2 separate regions of the Mus musculus genome follow, and region 1 is linked to region 2. A link is a contact called in public promoter capture Hi-C data. All regions are on one chromosome and are shown on one strand. Each heading gives the region's core, a stretch centred on a gene start, on an enhancer-like site or on the middle of the called end of the contact. The rest is flanking DNA. Distances are from core to core; before and after follow the strand shown.

The links. Capture Hi-C pulls out chosen DNA fragments and counts their contacts.
Region 1: a promoter capture Hi-C map of liver shows a contact between it and region 2. The contact joins the promoter of Slc43a3 here to the promoter of Med19 in region 2. A contact is called at or near these places in 2 of 39 promoter capture datasets (erythroid cells and pre-B cells), 1 of 484 Hi-C or Micro-C datasets (erythroblasts), 1 of 115 datasets of contacts at active chromatin or transcription factors (effector CD8 T cells) and 1 of 9 other capture datasets (liver).

The regions. Positions count from the first base shown.
Region 1 is chr2:84,934,373-84,940,670 of GRCm38.p6, forward strand. It overlaps Slc43a3 (solute carrier family 43, member 3), which reads left to right and starts at 2,274. Exons shown (of 13, transcript NM_021398.3): 1 at 2,274-2,477; 2 at 3,151-3,497; 3 at 3,851-3,980. The coding sequence starts at 3,314.
Region 2 is chr2:84,676,487-84,682,912 of GRCm38.p6, forward strand. It overlaps Med19 (mediator complex subunit 19), which reads left to right and starts at 1,916. Exons shown (of 5, transcript NM_025885.3): 1 at 1,916-2,175. The coding sequence starts at 1,959. It overlaps Tmx2 (thioredoxin-related transmembrane protein 2), which reads right to left and starts at 2,342. Exons shown (of 9, transcript NM_025868.4): 1 at 2,157-2,342; 2 at 1,365-1,688. The coding sequence starts at 1,553.

The DNA.
Region 1 (6,298 bases), core at 1,024-3,523, 260 kb after region 2:
TGGTGTTAAGACTGGAGAAGTTAAGAGCAGTTAAGAGCAGAGGTTTGGGAGTTGGCAGTTTGGGCTGTGAGGCATGATCTTGGGGCAAAGTCCTTTCAGGATTCTCCACTAAACTCCCTCTCTGGCCCAGATAACTACAAATTGGAAATCTCACCTAGCCTGCTGAATCCGCTCCAGGTGGACTTCACTTTGAGGACAGCTCCTATAACTAAGGTGCTTTGAACCCGTTTTAGTGGGGCAGCTAGTGGGTCTGTGGTCTCTCCCTCTGCAGTAAGTCACTTGAATAGTCTTTTTTGATACTTTGTTTGGGTGGTGATCGGGACCTCACTTCCTGGTGCTTGCCTTCCCACCATCTCCCTGTAGAAAGAGGGCCGAGCCAGGAAGCTGGGCATCTAATGCAAAAAGGCAGCTCTCTCTCCAAGGAGAACTGTGGTTCAGGCAAGGAAGACATTGGCTCATTTGCTCTGGGCTGGAGAGCAGCACAGCTGGTTAGGCCAGCTATTTCATGCTGATCACAAGCTCCGATGGGCAATTATAAATGTCTTTGATTAATAAAAAATGGGATGGTGAATGAATAGTTAATCAATGCAGTCTGGCAGGAAGGCTCTCTCGGAGCCTGGGCTGGGGGTTTCAGCAGGGGCGGGGGGAACAGTGAAAAGGATCCTTAGAGGGGAAAGGCAAGGCCCCCTCCAGTGATGGTTCCTGATAAGCACCTCTGTCCTGATTCCAGCTTCATGATTTTTATGGTGGGGTTTTCTTGGCAGCTCTGGGGATAAACGTGAGGTGGGGAGCGAGTGATGAGCAAGTGGGAAACAGTTTGTATGGTGCCCACCCGAGGGGGCAAGGTAATGCGGAAACACAATGGCATCCACATGCAGTTGCTTTTGATCCCTATGTCTGGCCCAGCGCCTGGAACTGTGTTAAAACAAGCTTAGTTAGGGCAGCTGAGGCAGGATTACCTAAAGCTTAAAGTCAGTCAAAAGAGAGCAAAAAAGACCCTGTCTGAATCCTAGACAACTGTTGGGATAGGAAAAAAGAAGAGTTTTTTTTTTTTAATTAATTAATTAAATTAATTTTAAACTCCAGATTTTATCCACCCTCCGACTGCCCTCTGAAAGACCCAACCAAGCAGCTGAAAGAGTCAGATGCAGATATTTGCACCCAACCAATTGACAGTTTTTGTTTGTTTGTTTGTTTGTTTTTTGGTTTTTCCAGACAGGGTTTCTCTGTATAGCCTTGGCTGTCCTGGAACTCACTTTGTAGACTAGGCTGGCCTTGAACTCAGAAATCCGACTGCCTCTGCCTCCTGGGTGGGATTAAAGGTGTGTGCCACCACACCCGGCTTTTTTTTTTTTGAAAGAGACTCTTTTATTTTACAAGTTGGCAAATGTCGCTTAAAAGCTTTGTCTGAGGAAATCCCAGTCTCTGGTATATGTAAGTGATGTTTGGAGGAGATAACTTGTTCCCTTGCCTCAGGTTATGCCAGCTATTTTCTTTTTTTTTTTATTATTTATTTTTTTTATTACATATTTTCCTCAATTACATTTCCAATGCTATCCCAAAAGTCCCCCATACCCTCCCCCCACTTCCCTACCCACCCATTCCCATTTTTTTGGCCCTGGCGTTCCCCTGTACTGGGGCATATACAGTTTGCGTGTCCAATGGGCCTCTCTTTCCAGTGATGGCCGACTAGGCCATCTTTTGATACATATGCAGCTAGAGTCAAGAGCTCCGGGTTACTGGTTAGTTCATAATGTTGTTCCACCTATAGGGTTGCAGATCCCTTTAGCTCCTTGGGTACTTTCTCTAGCTCCTCCATTGGGAGCCCTGTGATCCATCCATTAGCTGACTGTGAGCATCCACTTCTGTGTTTGCTAGGCCCCGGCATAGTCTCACAAGAGACAGCTACATCTGGGTCCTTTTGATAAAATCTTGCTAGTGTATGCAATGGTGTCAGCGTTTGGATGCTGATTATGGGTTGGATCCCTGGATATGGCAGTCTCTACATGGTCCATCCTTTCATCTCAGCTCCAAACTTTGTCTCTGTAACTCCTTCCATGGGTGTTTTGTTCCCACTTCTAAGGAGGGGCATAGTGTCCACACTTCAGTCTTCATTCTTCTTGAGTTTCATGTGTTTAGCAAATTGCAAAGAAGGAAGTGGTGGAGACAGGGGAGGGTCCCAAGCTCTTACTGGAGGAGACAAGCAGGAGGCGGCCAACCTGAGGCAGAGGACTAGGAGGGGCCATGAGAGCGGGAAACCGGCCCATCGCGGGTAGGACTGGAAGGATACTGGCCGGGTCTGGCCGAGCTGGGCTGGGTCTGGCTGAGCAGAGCAGAGCCGAGCCGGGCAAAGCTCGACAGGGAGGCTCTGGGCGGAGGGTAGTGGAAGGCGGTAGCCTGGTGGCGGCGAGGCTGCGGCGACAGAGATCCGGGAGAGAGTTGCTGCCGGCTGGAGCGCGACCTCTTGCCTGGTGGAAGTTAGTGACTGTCGGTAGAGGCAGCGGGAGGGTGGGTGGGGGTGGGGGATGGGAATTGTGGTCCGAGACAAGGCTCTTGTTGGGATATTTTTCATAGTGACCAAGTAGCCGTGAGACCTTGGGGCAAGTTCAGAAAACCTTCGGAAGTTTTTGTTTTTGCCGCACTGAAGAGTTCCCGCTGTAGACCGAACATTTATTTGTCAGGCCTTCGAATGGCTCAGGGTGGCTGCTCCTCTGGTGGACTGTATTCAGGCTTTCAAGTCGGGGGTTCTGGGGGGGTGGGAGGGGAGCTCCTACCTCTGCTTGTGATGTCCCCAAACATTAGGCAGGATGTGTGTGTGTGTGTGTGTTTTTTTTCCTATGTGGCATGTGTTGCCATTGAGACCTGCCTTATCTTCTTACCCATGGGTAGTTTCGCGGGTTCTGTGAATGAAAGGATGTATGGACGGTATTTTGGCGGGGGGTGGGTGTTGGGGGTGCGTGGGCGTTGTTTTTGTTTTTCCATGTTTGGGAATGAATTCTAGATAACATTCTATGGCTCAACCGCATTCGCTGGTCATGTATGAAAGTTTTTATTTTCCAAATCCTCACGGCCTTTCTCCTGAGGACCCCTTTCCCTCGGTGTCTTTTTCCCAAGCTTCCTGTACCAGGCTACTTCTGCCTCATTTTCCAGGCTCCATGGTTATTCCATGGCGTTTCTTGCTCAACCCAGAGACAGCTGGAACAAGAGGGCTCATTGAAGTCGAGAGCTTGCCAAAGGAATTTCCCACACATCACTACCAGTGGTCCTCTCTGAAGCTCAGGACAGGATTTGTGGACTCACTTCACCTCAGACCATGGCAAGCAAGGGCTTGCCCCTTTACTTGGCCACCTTGTTGACTGGACTCTTGGAATGCATCGGTTTTGCTGGTGTCCTCTTTGGCTGGACTTCACTGTTGTTTGTGTTCAAAGCAGAAAACTACTTTTCAGAGCCCTGTGAACAGGACTGCTTGCTCCAGAGCAATGTAACAGGGCCTTCTGGTAAGGACAAAGATGGCTTTTTCATAGGAAGCTGTGCTTGGTTCCTGGGAGTTGGGAAAGAATAGGAAGGTCTCTGTGCTTTACCCACCCTGCCAGCCTTTCCATGGGGGGGGGGGACTGTCAGCCCCCTCTCACCCCTTATGTGGAGGCTATCAAATGGGGAAGGAAGCACCTGGTTTTAGAGGGGGACCTTTAGAGACCAATATATTTTAATGCACCTTGGTAGCTTTCTGGTCAGCAAAGTTGTTCAAGGTAGAGGGGAGTCTGGTCTGGGCACTGACCTGGCAGGAAGGTTGGGGTGCGTCAGATTCTGTCTCACATAATCAGGGTTCCTAAGAGCTTTTCTCTCCCAGATTTAAAAGCGCAGGATGAGAAGTTCTCACTCATCTTTACCCTGGCATCCTTCATGAATAACTTCATGACCTTTCCCACTGGCTACATCTTTGACCGCTTCAAGACTACTGTGGCCCGCCTGATAGCCATGTAAGCCTGGGCAGAAGCAAGGGAGAGGGAGTGGTGTGTGGGAGACCAGATAGTGGTGAGGCAGCAGTCTGGCTTAGAGGCAAACCCTGCCCCAGCAGCAGGGTCACCGTCCTTAGCACCACCCTCTTCCTACTGCTGGCTTCCTTTCCCTTTGCACCTTCCCCTGTAGTGTCCTATCCTGTTATATGCTCAACTTCCTGAGAGGCCAGGGTTTCAAAATTAACAATGTATAGTCGATACCATCTGCTTTCCTTGTTCCTTGAATCCCCAGTCTCTTTTCTGGCAGGGCCTCACATCTAGGTGGCTCAGGCTTTGCCTTCATTCTCTGCTGCTTATCATTTTCTGAGTTGTCCCACCCAATGGTGAAATTTCAGGTGCCCTCTAATTAGTCAGGAGCCTCTTACACTGGGAGTTTCCCCTGCAAATGAGTCAGAGACCTCGTGCTCTTTTACAGGGTTCTGTTGCCTCCTGATTACAGTAGTGTCCATGGCTAGGTTCATTGATAAGCAGGTCTGCTAAGTCCCAATACAGCCCATGTAGGAGCAGATATGTGGTGAGGCAAAGAAAGAGAAAAGGAAAGTAGAGAGTAAAGCAAATTCCTTACACTTAAGCTTTGGGGAGAATAAGTCCTTACACAGAAACTCGAATTTTGTTTCCTGTAGTTTCTTCTCTGCCACGTGTCTTTTGAACTTCTGCTTTCTTTCTTTTTTTCTTTTCTTTCTTTCTTTCTATTTGTTTTTTTGTTTTTTTGAGACAGGGTTTCTCTGTATAGCCCTGGCTGTCCTGGAACTCACTTTTAGACCAGAACTCAGAAATCTGCCTGCCTCTGCCTCCTGAGTTCTGGGATTAACTTCGGCTTTCTTCTTCCTCCTCCTCCTCCTCCTCCTCCTCCTCCTCTTCCTCCTCCTTCTTCTTCTTCTTCTTTTTAGATTTATTTATTTATTATATGTGAGTACAATGTAGTTGTCTTCAGACACACCAGAAGAGGGCGTTAGATCCCATTGCAGATGGTTGTGAGCCACCATGTGGTTGCTGGGATTTGAACTCAGGATCTCTGGAAGAGCAGTCAGCGCTCTTATCCGCTGAGCCCCTGAACTTCTGCTTTCTATTTGTTATCTATCTTTACAAAGTCCTCCACCACTAAGGGGGCCCAAGAACAAGAACTTTGGCATTTATGCTAGAATCACTTGAACTTTTTTGAACTTTTTTTTTTTCCTGCTGGGGATTGAACCCAGGGATTCATGAAAGGCAGGCAAGTGTCTACTTCTGTGTTGGTGACTTTCTTGTTACTGTGATTGATATGTATATATGTATAAAACCAAAGCAACTTAGAAAAGGAAACATTAAATTGAGCTTATGGTTCCAGAGTCTATGACGGTGTAGGGAAGGCTTGGCCTTAAGGCTGCCGGAACAGCAGTAAGAACTCCCATCTGGTCCACAACCAGGAAGCTGAGAGTACACTGGGGGTGGCATCACACAGCCAGCCACCTCCTCAAACAAGGCCATGCCTCATAGTCCTCTCCACCAACTGGAACCAAGTATAGAAATGTATGAGCCTGTTGGGGGCATAGTCATTCCAACCACCACAACTTCTAAGCCACACCCCGAGCTGTGAACGCCATGACTTTGAATTTGGAATCAAGATCATTCTGATCCAGGCGTGTCCAACCCTTCTGACATTGTGACACCGAGTTGTCACCTGAACTCTTCAACAATCATGCAGTCCAGTTACACACACACACACACACACACACACACACACACACACATCTCGATAACTTTTTTTTTTTAACTAGGTTTATGATTCTCTTAGTTCGACTTCATAACTATCCTTGGTTGCATGTTGACTAACCCTTTCCTTTTCCAGGAAAGGCTACTGAGGCCCAGAGGAAGGCAGTACCTTGTCTAAAGTCACATGTGGAGATGAAATTAGAATTTAAGGTTTTGATTTGCAGGCCAGGCACCAGCCCCCTTTCCCAAGGGGTTGGCCTCAGGACAAGAGGCCCTGTGCCTTGCCTACTGTAGTCCTGAGTCATTTACACATCAGTTGCGCTCATTATCCAAGATTTCCCAGTTTAGCCGTAGATACTGGACTCTGGACTAGTTACTTTCTTGTTACTGGGATAAAATACAGCAACAAAAGTGACTCGAGGAGGGAAGCCTTCTCATGGCTCCAGGCTCTGGTCCATCATGGTAGGATACCCCAGCAGCAGGAGCTTGAGGGAAGCTATTCACATTCCATCTGAAGTCACACAGAGGATGGGGGAGCTGAGTTCAGTTTCCCTGTTTTATACAGTCCAGAATCCTCTGCCATCCAC
Region 2 (6,426 bases), core at 666-3,165:
TTCTTTCTTTGACAGTTTGTGTGTGTGTGTGTGTGTGTGTGTACACCCTCATGCATGTGCTACAGCATACATGGGGAAGATAGAGGACAACATGCAGAAGTCAGTTCTTCTTTCAAACTCTCAGTGCTCCTCCCACCTCAGCCTCTCAAGTGCAGGCCTTCTTTTTTGTCATTTGATTATGAGAAAGGATCTTGATATATAGCTGAGGCTATGATGTTTTGTTTTTCATAGGTCAAGCTGGCACTCAAGTCTTAAGTATGTGAGTTAAGGGAGAAAGAGTTCAGAAAGACTGAAAAACATAAGCACTTCATTTTCTTTACCATAGTCATCTATACCATATTGGTGGGATTTGAAGCTATTATCGTAAGAGGGCCTAATGAAATCATAGAGCAATTCTTAAGAGGTACCTGGCTGAATTGCAATTTATAAAGAAAGACTCTAGAGTACAGGGATTGAGATAAGTAGAGTATCTGTTGTGCTCTTTCATTTTGAGTTAGTGTCTAACTATGTAGTCCTGATGGATCTAGAAATCCTATATAGACCAGGCTTACATCAATCTTAAAGAAGTCCACCTGCCTCTGTCTCCAGAGAGCTGGGATCAAAAGGGTACAACACAAAGCCTGGCAACAGTACTGTATCTTTAATGTAAACAAAGTTAATCTTATTTGAGAGTCCCAGAACATGTGAGGCCTGCCCAAGGTTATATCAATACCTTTAGGCCTTAAGTCCTGGTCATTGCTATTTTAGCATAAATACCTGTATAGGTATTTATTAGCTCTATGTCCACAACCTTTACGGCAAATGTTAATTGTTCTTACATACTGCTTCTTAGATGGTTGAGGGGCCTCCCTCCCCACACCTCATATTTTTGTAATCTTCCCTGTTTTTCTATCCCACCGCAGGAAGATAGTGTGCATAGTTACTATGCCCAGAGTATTCGATTTTCCATCCAAGTCATTTATTTTGTTGAGTCAGCGACCTTCGTCTGCCAGTCTATCAGAGAATTGAATAAGGTTAGACAGCACTTTCTGAACGCTGCGTTTCCTTGGGAAATCGCCTAACTACACTGTGATCACTTCGTTAAAAATTAAACAAAAAAAATTTAATGGTATTTCTACTATTGGCCTTTTCTTCACTGGCGCCCCAGGTAGCTTGGAATCACTGTAGAATACTGTTCATCTGTGATGGAAACCCTGTAATCTGTTTCTCCATCTTAAACACGGAGGTTATGACTAGATAACGGCCTAGGCTCTGCACTCAGTCTGTAAGGCGGCTACATCCCGAAACCTGCTCCCAGATTTTCACATGCACCTGCAGGGCAGGGATGGTCAAGGTCGAGAGCTGGTAAGGCAGGGGGCGCTCACCCAGTCAAAGTCACACGGGTTGCCATCTTCGCGTTGCGTGGGGAGACCATTGCAAATCGGTGGCAGTTTCCTCACGAGGAGGAAAGCAATGGAAAGCAGAGCAGACAGAAGGCAATAAGGTCGGGCCAGCCATCGAGAAAGCCGCGGCACCGAGTACACCAAAGCAATCAGAGGCGCAAGGACAGCCATCTTTCCTGCCTACTCTCTCGCAGGCTCACTCCCGCTCCCCAAATCTTCGTCCTCCGCCCCCACCAGCAAGGCTTCTATTGGACCAAATATCAGATGCAACGCCTCCAGACCCGGATGTAGATCTCTTATTGGATGCTATAATAGATCAGAAAATGAATTAAATAGTCTATTGGTCCTCATCGTTGTCGCTTTTCTAACTGAGTCATTTTATTGGCTATTAGTCTGCGAACCACCTTCCTAACCAGTCTCTCAGGCGACGGAAGTAAGTTGCCGGAAGATGGTAGGCGGGGCTTAATGTATCCAATGATGGGACACTCTTAGACGAAGAGGGTGGTACCCTGTGAAAGTACTGTCCAATCAAAGTAATTAACGCCCGATCCCGGGTAACCAGGAGCGCAGAGTGCTATGGAGAACTTCACGGCACTGTTTGGAGCTCAGACTGACCCCCCACCGCCACCAAGCGCCCTAGGCTTTGGGCCTGGAAAGCCACCCCCGCCACCCCCTCCTCCTCCGGGAGGTGGTCCAGGCGCAGCCCCGCCCTCGACGGCAACCTCGGCCCCCGCAGGAGCGGATAAGTCGACGGCTGGAAGTGGCCCCTTCTACCTGATGCGGGAATTGCCAGGTGAGTAGTAGGCCAAGAGTAGCCACTCAGATTGTAGTTCAGGTGAGGGTGTGGCTAGCCTGTCCCGCTAGGTGTGAGATAACAGGGCTACGCGGGGCCAGTGGGCAACAGTGTCAGAAGCCCTTTGGCGATTCACAACCCTAAGGGATAACTTGATTTTCTGGGGTGGGTTTGGGTTGGGTGTGAATATCTGGGACAACCTTCAGCGAGAAGTTCTGTGATCCGGGTTCTCTGACTGCCGTTTGTGACTCTATAAAAACGTGAGCCGTTGTTTAGAACTCGGGAGACCCGATTTAACATTTCTGGAGACACTTAAGATTTTAGTTTAAAGTCTGTCACAAACTTGTTGGTTTGTAGCAAGTTGCCTTCCTTGTCAGGGACTCGGAGATTAACCTGTTCAAAGAAAGGATTAGAATTGAATCAATTCTTACTTTCATAAAATTATTCGGGGAAATTGTGGTGGTGGGGGGCGTGGCTCAGTGGTAGAACTCTTGCCTGCCTTGCAAAAGGCGTCGCGTTCACAGAATCATTTCTGAGTAGGTAGCATTCAAGAATAAACAAAGCCATCCCTGTTTGGATAGAGAGGAGATACTAGGTACAAGAAACTAAATCAGGAGACCTTGGGGGGCGGGGCTTAGAATATCTGAGGGGCAGAAGACACATTGGACTCAGGAAAGCGGAAAAAATCCAGTAGTGATGGGAAATAGGTAGAGGCTTTTATAAGGCAAGGTAGGTTGTTTAAAGTTCAAATTGAAGTCATTTCAATATAGGTGCAAAATGATCTAATTTAGTGATTTTTAGATATCCAGCAGAAACATGAAAAATGAAAATAGGATAATCAGAAGTTGCCAGTCAGTGTTCAGAAAAGGAATGGTTTGGACCAGGGCTTAGTGGTCGGGAAGCAAATGAATACAGGATACATGTTAAAGGTAAAGCCTACAGAAATAAAGAACTAAATATACACAGAGAGAGGAATTGTGAGTGTCCTGTACAAAGGGTACAGTAGTCTGAGACTAGGAAGGCATGGAAAGAAAAAATTTGAAGAGCTAAAACTTAAGAGGCGTTCTGGACATGTTAAGTCTTGGGGAACTTGTAGTACTCCATACCAGCACTCAGGAGGTGAAGGCAGAAGGAGCTATAGTTCAAGCCCAGCCTAGGAGACATGAGATCCTGCTTCAAAAAAGAAATAAAAACCTCAGTTATCCCAGTATTTATTAGCAAAATAGTTTGAAGTTCACATCAGTGCAGTGTGTAACAATATGTAATACTTACTATAGTCCTTTTAGATAGATAGGTATTGTCTGTATTTTTTAATTGAGAACTGAAGCATAAAGAAATGACTGTTAAGGCAGTTTTCTTTTTCCTTATTTTAGTTGTTTTTTGTTTTTTTTAAAGATATGTATATGACTACACCATTGCTCTCTATGGACACACCAGAAGGAGGCATCAGATCCCATTACAGATGCTTGTGAGCCACCAGGTGGTTTCTGGGAATTGAACTCAGGACCTCTGGAAGAGCAGTTGATGCACTTAACCACTAAGCCAGCTCTCCAGCCCATCTTACTGGGTTTTTGAGACATGGTCTCACTCAGTAAGCCTGGCTTGTCTCAAATTCATTGTAGACTAGGCTGGCCTTGAACTCACAGAGATCCACTTGCCTCTACCTTCAAGTATGTACCATCATGCCCAGCTTCTTCCAGCAGTTTATCTTTTGCATTACCTGTTCTAATTATACCATTAATAGATCAGTTGATAAGTACTGAATATCCAAGGTATGGTGGGATTATGAGAAGTAAAGATTATATACATATATATATGATTTATTTATTTATTATATGTAAGTACACTGTAACTATCTTCAGACACTCCAGAGAGGGCATCAGATTTCGTTATGGATGGTTGTGAGCCACCATGTGGTTGCTAGGATTTGAACTCGGGACCTTCGGAAGAGCAGTCGGCACTCTTAACCACTGAGCTATCTCACCAGCCCCGAGAAGTGAAGATTATTAAGCCTAGTTTTTAGGTAGCCTATTTTTTGAGATCCAAAATACATGGTTTAAGGATTGTGCTTATATTTTGTGGGTGTCAGTCTTATTTATTTATAGTTCAACACAGGAAGCAATGTTAAAAACTACCTGATAGTTTTCAAAATGTGTTAGCCAAAATGACAGCAAGAATAAGATGTCATTTGAACTAAACACTGAAGAATTTATATAGGTAAACAAAATTAGAAAGTTGTTTTCTCAAAGGAAATAGTGTTACAGTTTTTTGTTTGTTTGTTGTTTTTTGTTTTTCGAGACAGGGTTTCTCTGTGTAACCCTGGCTGTCCTGGAACTCACTCTGTAGACCAGGCTGGCCTCAAACTCAGAAATTGGCCTGCCTCTGCCTCCCAAGTGCTGGAATTAAAAGTGCCACCACTGCCTAGCTGTGTTACAGTTTTGTTGCTGTTTTCTACCCAGAAGATAATTAGATCTGCTGCAGACCCTCTGGTCCCGCAAGATCCATCTGGATACATTAGAAATTTTGCATGGAAGATTAGTGGTTGATTAGACTCCAAAGTTAAGTTGCAATATGATTAGGAAAGCTAGGGATGTAGCTTAGTTGGTAAAGTAAATGCTTAGCATGCATAAAGACCTCTCTCTATTCAATCTCCATACTTGACAAACCAGGCTTGGTGGTATACTTATATAATCCCAGCCCTTTGGAGGTATAGGCAGGAAGATCAGGAGTCCAAGATCATCGTTGGCTACATGAGACCTTGCCTTAAAAAGGGCTATGGGAACTGGAGAGATGGCTCGAAGGTTATGACGTTAAGGACATTTGATGTTGTCCAAAGGACCAAGTTTTGGTTCCTGTAACTCACATGGGAACCTCACAATTATCTGTATGCAACTGCAGCTCCAGGGATCCCAATACCCACCCTCTGCCGGCCTCCACAGGTACTCAAGTAATATGTGGCATACATCCATACAACACAACACACACACACACAAATAAGATAAAAATAAACCTTTTAGGATGAATCAAGAGGAGGCAGGTTGATCTCTGAATTCAAGGCCAACTTTGGTCTACATGGTGAGTTCCAAGTCATCCAATACTTTAGAGAGAGACTCTGTATAAAAAAAATTTTTAAATAAATAATTTTTAAAAAATTATTAGACTCAAGTACGATGGGAACGTAAGTAGAGATCTATTTGCCCCCCTCCCTCATCATGCCAATCACACTAAGGCCTTCGACAAGCTACATAAGAACCTAAGCACTGCGCCATTGTTTTTTATTTTAAACAAGAAGTATTGCTTTCTAAAACTACACAATGTGAGTTCTAAGAATTGGAATAGAGAGGCCATAATGATGTGAACAATACTTAGAACTTCAAGAAAAGGGAAAAATAAAATGAATCTGCATAGAATTGACATGGAAAGAATTGAGAATTCAAATTTGTTTTTAGAGTCATGGCTTCTTAAAGAGCTTTATAAATCATTTTCAGAGAACCAACAGTTCAAATAGAAGTTAAATCCCTATTTATTTTTTAGTGTTTATGTGTATGAATGTTTTCCTGCATGCATGTGTGTGTGTGTGTGTGTGTGTGTGTGTGTGTGTGTGTACACCTGGTAACTAGGGAGGTCAGAGACATGAGATTCCCTCTAACTGGATTTATATACACATGCCTGCGAGCAGCCCTCTGGGTTTTGGAAATGCAACCTGGGTCATCTCCTCATATTTACTTAATTCCTTGTTCTTTCTGTTTTGAGGCAGTTTCGTGTCACCCAGGATGGCCTTAGGCTCCCACAGCTGAGGATGGGCGTGAGCTCCTTATTTCCTGCCTCTGCCTCTGCCTCTGCCTCTGCCTCTGCCTCTGCCTCTGCCTCTGCCTCTGCCTCTGCCTCTGCCTCTGCCTCTGCCTCTGCCTCTGCCTCTGCCTCTGCCTCTGCCTCTGCCTCTGCCTCTGCCTCTGCCTCTGCCTCTGCCTCTCTGCCTCTCTGCCTCTCTGCCTCTCTGCCTCTCTGCCTCTCTGCCTCTCTGCCTCTGCCTCCCGAGTGCTGGGGTTACCAGCATCTGCCTCTCTGATGTGCTTGAACTCCTTGTTCAGATGTCATGAAACAACTGGCTGTGGTGGCTCGCACCTTTAGTCCCAGTACTTGGGTGGTAGAGGTAGACAGATCTCTGCATTTGAGACCAGCCTAGTCTACAAAGCAAGTTCTGGGACAGGCAGGGCTATTAAACAGAGAAACCCTTATGGAGGAAAAAAA